Linked DNA regions of Mus musculus: region 1 is linked to region 2. The links are chromatin contacts, called in public ChIA-PET maps. All regions are on one chromosome and are shown on one strand. The core of a region is the stretch at or near the end of the contact, and the rest is flanking DNA. Distances in the headings are between cores, read along the strand shown.

The links. ChIA-PET counts read pairs in DNA pulled down with a chosen protein or histone mark.
Region 1: an RNA polymerase II ChIA-PET map of memory CD8 T cells shows a contact between it and region 2, with 207 read pairs. The contact joins the enhancer-like site here to the promoter of 4930523C07Rik in region 2. A contact is called at or near these places in 3 of 484 Hi-C or Micro-C datasets (CD4 T cells, CD8 T cells and embryonic stem cells) and 3 of 115 datasets of contacts at active chromatin or transcription factors (CD8 T cells, effector CD8 T cells and memory CD8 T cells).

The regions. Positions count from the first base shown.
Region 1 is chr1:160,307,363-160,310,918 of GRCm38.p6, reverse strand. All of the region lies in intron 19 of Rabgap1l (RAB GTPase activating protein 1-like), which reads left to right. Among named protein-coding and RNA genes, the nearest start is that of Mir1927, 13 kb to the right of the region's middle. Within about 2 kb of position 1,743, at least 130 of the 459 cell types and tissues checked have an H3K27ac peak or open chromatin away from gene starts, as enhancers often do. A contact at or near this core is called in CD8 T cells, effector CD8 T cells, embryonic stem cells and 1 more, where this site is marked.
Region 2 is chr1:160,042,110-160,046,128 of GRCm38.p6, reverse strand. It overlaps 4930523C07Rik (RIKEN cDNA 4930523C07 gene), which reads right to left and starts at 1,749. Exons shown (of 3, transcript NM_001162896.1): 1 at 1,376-1,749. Gm37294 (predicted gene, 37294) reads left to right here and starts at 1,812. Exons shown (of 2, transcript NR_168324.1): 1 at 1,812-1,981.

The DNA of each region.
Region 1 (3,556 bases), core at 494-2,993, 260 kb before region 2:
ATGTAGAAACATCTGTACATACATGAGGGTGAATGATTATGAAAGTAGAAAACGAACCGTGGGAAGAGGACGGTTTTAAGGGAGAAGGAAGGAAAGAGGGAAAAAAAAACAGTAATGGGATAGTGTGACATTAGCAAGTGGCAGGAAGAAAAGAGACCAGCAGAGCCAGGCAGGGAGGGTGTGCCTGGCAGGGCAGGAGGGGTGTGATTAAGAACAAGGCACAGTGGCATTTGTATCACAGGCCAGAATGAAAACCATTGTTTTTGTGTGTTAATTTTAAAAGGTTCGGTGATTAAATCTTAAACTATTACCACATCTGGAAAACTCTCAAGTTATATTTTAGTTACTCTGATTGTAAGCAGAAAGGCTCTGAACATGTCAGAATTGCTTTTTCTTTGAATCCCTTTTTCTTGGTATAAAGACTTGTTATTGAAAATCTCCAGTTGTCTATCAAAGTAGACTGAATTTATCGAAACACTTAGCAACTCTGGGGAGTTCTTAATACCTACATTTCATGTTACCCCTTGCACTTTACTCTGATAGAGACTTAAAAGGCTTTCTCTCTTTGAAATCCCCCATTTAGCCCATTTAGTGGATGGAAACTAGACACATTGCTTTTGCTTTTCCTGCATGCTGGGGAAACCACTGATCCAGTCTCCCTCTCAATTTACGTGACAAGAGGAAACGGGAACCTAAGTTTAAGGGAGTCGCTCTGCAGGTAGACAGCTGGCTGGATCCTGTTTGAACTGGGGACCTGTGTTTACCAGGACTGCTTTGCTTTCTGCTGCCCGTTGATCCACTAAGTGGTGGTGTCCTCAGCGTTTGCATCTTTGGTCCTAGGTAATTCTCTGCCCCACTGCCATTTCTCCCAGTCAGTGGCATACTGTGAGGTTCAAAACTGCAGAAACTCTTGGGAGATGATCCAGTGGGTTTCAGGCACCCAGTGGACAGTGGGGGAGTCACAAGAAGGGTGTCTGTCTGGTGAAACTGAAAGACTAGTGATAAACGGGACAGTGAACAAAAGCTGCTGAAGTTGGGGAGAATGTTAGCAGACTGCTTCAGAGTCAGTAGAAAATGTCTTGGAAAAGAAAAATCGGTACAGCAACAAGTTTTTCCTAAGATCATCAGTTTTCAAAGAGCATGCTTTTTTGTTTATGTAAAGAAAAAAAACTTCATTTCCTAGCAAGATCCAGAATGTATATTTTAAGGCGTATTTAAGAATGGCAAAAATACAAAGAAAGGGCTTAGAAATCCTAGTCAGTGTTACTCAAGAAAATCTAAGCACTGTGGTGGACAGACAGGTATTTTGGATTTAGAAATGAAGCGTCAGTAGTATCTGGTCTCTGTGACCATTAGAGGATTCTTGAAGGAAGGAAGGAAGGTCGGAGCTTATAGAACTGTTTGTCCACCCTTTGTGTAAAGTTAAAACTATCTTTACAATCTTCAGTTGTCTTATAAATCGATTTTTGCACAGATTCTCTGATCCCTTAAGCCTTATGAGTTGAATGTGCAGCACCTTTAACGTGCCTGGGTCTGTTGTTCCCCCAGGTCCTATTTTTCCCCCTTGGGCTTTAAGTGTTCTTAACCAAGAAGATTACCTATTGTTTCTCTAAATGTGCTCTCGCTGGGCACAGAGGGGACTGCTCAAGTGAGGTTATAATTCCTGTTTGCCCCTGGGCGGTTGCCAGCACAAAGAAAGGCATGACGGGAAGTAGTTTGGTTACCTTTCACAACAGGTGTCTTTGTTGGTGCTATTCAGCTATCAGAGTGGCAGCACTGAGTCACTGCAGAAAGGGAAGAGGGGAAGCAGTTGCTCTGGCTTTCACATCTGGAGAGCCACGCTGCGAGGTAAACCTCCAAGTCTGCTGCCCTGATGAAAATATGACGAGGTCCACGCTATCTTTAAAAATACTACTGAAAAGATAGAAAGGAATTCAAAAGGTATGGACTGCCCGGATAATTCATGATGCCTTGAGTCCTGATTATCTTTTAATTTTTACTTGGCTATTCATCTTTAAGATAAATGTGCGGAGGAATTCTTAATGAAAGTAATTCTCTAAACACAAAGCTGCATTGTGGGGGAAAATGAAGTGAAAATGCTTTACTGGCTCCCGGAAGGGTCAAACATAGCTTGAAGTTGTTTTAATCATGAGAATTTATTTAAGATATTGCATTTTCTGTTTAAGTAAGCCTATTAGACTTGGCCGTTTCCTAGCAGAGGTGTTTGCCCTTCTGTGAGCAGGCACTTTACCACAGAACGCTTACAGGACTGCAGAGCTCCCAGTCACGGTTAAATGGCGCAAGGTGATACTAGTTAAGTAGACATGCTATGGGATAGGAAGAATTTTAGGAAAACCTAGGAAAATAGACCCTAGATTGCATTCTGAGTTTGTTTACCCATTCTCTCACAAGCCAGCGAATATAGATAATATAATCCTGGTATTGGTGATAAAACCTAAAGGCAACACATAGCGGTATTTCTTTTTACTTTAACAGATGTCACCAAATTAATGTTTAATACTAACAGAAAATACTTCTCAGTACTATTGTACTGGTAATACTCAGGGCAGGCACAGGAAGAGCAGGTAACATGTTTTTGGAGGAACGTTCCTGTCTTCCATTTTCTTTGCCTACACTGTCATGCATGGAATAAGCATGGGTGATTTATCTTAGTGGTTGAGAGAACTTTCCTTCTGAAAACATAAAGCCTGCTTACCATCTCCAGCTGCCCTCCAAAAACCACCTGTGGGAACTAAGGGATGGATAGTTTGTGACTATCTGCTGGTTTGAGTAATTAAAAGAAACTTTTAACTTTAAATATAAAAGGACTAAGAATATTTATCAGCAGGGAGAAAAACAGTTTATAAATGAAACCCTTGTGTTTCTCCAGAATCACATCAGATATTTGTATTTTTAGTGGGACAAAGGAAAATTATTATCAACTGGTATTGATGCCCCAAATGAATTGTTTCATTTTTATATTTTGGTACTTTTTTTTTTTTAACAGAATTACTCAGAAGGGAGAGAAATTCTTTTTTTCCCCCTTCCGTCTTCAGGAGATAAATTTTAACTGCACCAAGAATTCTATAAATTCTGAGAAATAATAATGGCTTATCATCTTTTTATTTTCTAAGAATAAGGAAAAATAAGCACTGATTGCTTTAAGAAAAATTGCTCTTCTTCCAAGAAGAATCTTCATGTGAATAATAATGAAGAGATGAACTGTTTGAAACTGAGTTACCGAGGACGTAACATAAATCAACTTTTGTTTGGGAGGAATTTCATATAGGCTATTTCTAGTAAGGAACCCTTCTTCTTTCTATTTTCTGAAGTGTAAAGAAGATTCCCGGCCTGGTGGTCTCATGCGCTGGGTTGAGAATGCAGGTGTTTTTGGTGTACACTTCCTGCAGAGATAAGAGACCTTGTGGTTTCCACTGGGGGTGAATTACTAGGCAAGTCTGTGATAGCAGCTGCCTTTTCTTTTTTCCTCCTCTCTTACCCGCTGGGTTTTGACACCCAGCCCCTGGCTCTCAAGTGGGTGTGTGCACTGAGCTGC
Region 2 (4,019 bases), core at 500-2,999:
CTGTTTATTATCTTCTTGGGTTTGATCCTGTGGCTTTCACCTCTTTTGATTCTGTAGGCAAAATGTTGACAGTGCCCGAAATGTTGTTTTGTAATGGGCCTCTTTCCTAGAACGGTGTCATGGGTATAGAAGGGGAGGCAGAATTTCAGAAGAAGGGAGGTACCAGGCCAAGGGAAGACATATCAGACTAAGTGGTTGATAGATCTGAATTTTAGCTCAAAGCTAGGAGAGACCCTTGCAAAACTATCCTACCCATAACTATAGAATGTGAAAATTTAATTAAAAAAAATTACAAAACACAAACAAACCAGACACAGCTGCGTTTAACGCAGCAGTACCTTTCAGTTGCAGGGCTCTTTAGGTGGCGTTGATAAACTTTGTAAAAGGGTTAAGAACAAGATGCACCCGTGTCCATTTAAGACTTGTTCTTGGTCCCCAACAATACTTCAGAATGAAGATTCCCTAAAATTAGCTCCAGGTTCTCTCTCTCTTTCCAATGGTGGATGTAGCATAAAGGCTTTGGCAGGCAGGAGCTTGGAGTGGCTTGGGTGCTGCATTCCTAGCCTTCCTCATTGAGCAGACTGGGCAGAGCAGGCCTGCGGATTCTCATGGCTGGCTGGCTGGTGTTCATTAGGGCAAGCACTAGTCTTTGCTTTGGGTTCCCTTTCAGATAGGCAGGACTGGTGTTGAAAACAACAGCTATCCGGCTATCATTTACTTAACTACTGTTACACAAATCATTCCTACATAGCCCTTCAAAACAGGACCTGCTGTGTTTTCCAATCCACCTTTCTGGGTGGGAAGAAGATCAAGGACCATTTAGAGAGTTGGGAAAGTTCAGGAAAAAAAATGTGTCACACAAACTCTCTAGAGACTCAGAATGGCATACAGATCTCACTCCACCCCTTGGCTCCAGGCCACATTTTCAGTCTGGTAAGTCTTTTAGCCCCATTGAAATTATAGTTTCTTTTAGAATGAGTTTGTTTGTTTGTTTGGTTTTGTTTTGTTTTTAAATCCCAGAGGGTATGATTTTAGGAGCATCTCAAATACTGACTTTGCCCGTTTAGACAATGTCCATCTGGTCCTTTTCAAATGGCTCCTACCTGCAGCTGGTGTCAACTGGAGCTGAGAACTCCACCCCAAACTCCAGAGGAGCCCATGTGTCAGGCCAGGAGCAGAGAGAAGGTGAGAGACCTCTAGGAGGAAAGAATGAAAGCAACTGTGCAAACGGCTTCTTAGAAATAACCCCTTTATCTCACTTCTCTCAGGGGCGGATTCACTCTTCTATGGGAAAGTCCCCTTCCACAGCGGGGCAGCTCCCAAACTTATTTTGAAAACAACAGCACAAAGCGATACAGAAAGTTTTGAAACTCACCTTTGGGTCCGTTGGAAGGCTTCCCGCCGGCGGGACCGCTGGCTCTGTTCCGGTGCTCTGAAGTGACTTGGGCACAAGGGTGAGGTCTGGGTCCCTGCTCCTGCCTCTCCCTCCCACTGCCAGGTCCCGGGAGAGAGGCGGCGCTGCCGGTCAGTGGGTGCCACCAGTGTGATGTGGAGGAAAGCGCCCCCTGCGTCCCTGGCTGAGGTTTCACCGCACCCAGCTCTGCTACTGAGGTCAGGAACGCAACTTCCTGAATCTGACTGGCTGGCTCTGTCTCTCCTCAGCCCAACTCCTACCTTAAACTAGGAGGCACACGCCACAGCACACGCAGCGCGGGTGTCCTTCCTCCGGGTCTCCCGGCCAGTGTCCCCACTCCGCCCCACTGTGACGTTCTTTTGCCCCTCCGCCCCGAGCACGCCTCCTTCAGGACGCCAGAGCCAACTTTGCTCACAGACGCGCCAGTGTTCCCAGAGACGTGGGGTGTAAACTCCCAACCCTGGCCTAAGGAAAAAATAACAGCCCCGTGCTGTGGAATAAAGTCACCTTCCAGGAAAAGGGCTGGGGTGTCTAAAGGGAGAGCAATCCCCGGTGCCTCGTGACAAGGTATCTTTGTGTGTGCGCTCCATGGGAGTTACCTGGAGATGTTAGGAGCGCAGGAGGCAGGGACAACTAACTTCAAAAGTTCTCCCTTTTCATTTTATTTACTCCTTGTGAGCTTATATTCAGATCTCTTGTTTGTCTAACTCCGCCCCCAAATGTAAAGGTGGGGTGGTAGAGAGCTTGCTCAGTGCCTCCAAGGCTTCTGCAGGGAAGTTGGGAAGGTGTGATAGGCAGAAGCGGCTGTGGAGTATCTAGGGGCTTCCCCGGAATGACCTTGAGAGATCTTGCCATGATAAAGACCGGAGGTTCTACTCATTGGATTGTAGGTGTCAGGAGGGTGCGCAGCTGGTGCTTGCTTTCCAGTGGCTGGGCCTGAGCCATAGGGTCCTTCGGCCTTTGGGTGCCTGAATTAAAATGATTGGTGAAGCTAACTGTCACAACCGGGAAACAAGAGAGTTCCGGTTTACTCAAGAGAAGCCAGCTGGCTCTGGGTTGAAAGGCCAAAGAGAAAACCCAGCATTCATCCAGAAATGCCAAGGATAGTTGGTCCTGTAGTCTTCTTCCAAAGGCAGATTAAGTAGAGGTTTTCCCCCAGAAATCCCACAGAGAGAACTCGATCTAGATCTGTTGTTGTTCCTTTGAAACCGAGTCTCACTATATAGCCCCGGCAGGCCTGGAACTCACAATGTAGAAACAGGTTGGCCTCACAGAAATTTGCTGGGTTTAAGGACGTGTTTCACTATGCCCTACATAGATCTAGATTTGAATGATAATAAGAAGAGTGGTCCAAGTGATCTGTTGTGGGGGTGGGGTTGGGGGTGGGAGTAGTACGGTTAAGTGGGTAGGGCAGGGGGACGATCAGGCTCTGAAAGAAGACAGTTTTAGCAAGAGACAGCTATAGATGGATTCCACCAACAATTTAGTGGTGGATGGAAGGCTTCCATTGTGTGTCAAATCTGAAGCAGGGGTCTAGGGTCTAATGGACCAGGGAGCTGGAGGAAGACAGGCTTGGGGAATGACAGGAAACCTTAAGTGCAAACCCGGTGCGGTGATTGGAGACCGAGTCTCCCCCAGGACCTACACCGGACCTGTGTGAGATGTAATTTGCCCCCTTCCCCTGAGGATGGGGAGTAACTTTCTTCTGCAAGGTCATTGCTAATGTATAGTGGAGTTGAGATCTGAGTCTGAGTAGTTCTATCTAGTCCAGCCTATCCCTCATCACCATATCATCATCAGGAGAGAGAGTGGCTTCTATGGACAACTTCTGGGTTAACACCTGCTGAGCAGGGGGGAAGACAGTGGAAAATACTTTCCTGAACAACTTTATGGACAGGCTAGGCTGATGGTCACAATGCTTTCCAGAAACAACAACAACACAGAGAAATGAAGAACCTAAGGCAGTCACCATGAGCTCAGCACTTCAAAAACCAGATGCTTATCTGTAGGGCGGCATCCCAATGTTGTCTTAGTCCACAGGAAGACAGATCCAGAAAAAGTCTAGAACCTATCAAGTAGCAGCGACGTTGTGGCAGTCAAATCAGGGACTTACTAGATGACAAGATGCTTGGTAGGCTGTTATTGAGTTGCCAAGGCTACAGGGTCTATTGATGTTTTAACGTAATGAGTGAGCATCTGGCCAGCAGGTTTTCCTTTGGGGTGAATGACGCATCCCTTATGAGAAAACAAGTTAGAGCACCCACCTACTGTGTCTCCCCTTTGGCGGTGAAGTCTCAACTTATATGAACTCATGAATGGCCCCAGGCAACCACGGTGCTGGTGCAGTCTTTAAAAGCTTTCTTGTTTGAGGTAAGGATCTTTGAAGGTAGTCAAGAGGTGAGTGGACTCTAAGTGGAGTGAAATGGAGCGTTGACACATCTAATTAAGAAACAGAAAGCCCCCAAATAGCAGATTTGTGAACCAGGACTGAAAATTTAAAACCTTTTTGTGGGTGACCACCCCTCACTGGCTTTAGCACCTGAAGAGCTCTGGTTCCATATTAAGAGTGTTAAGGACAAAACCTGTGGGTTCCCTCTCTGCTGGT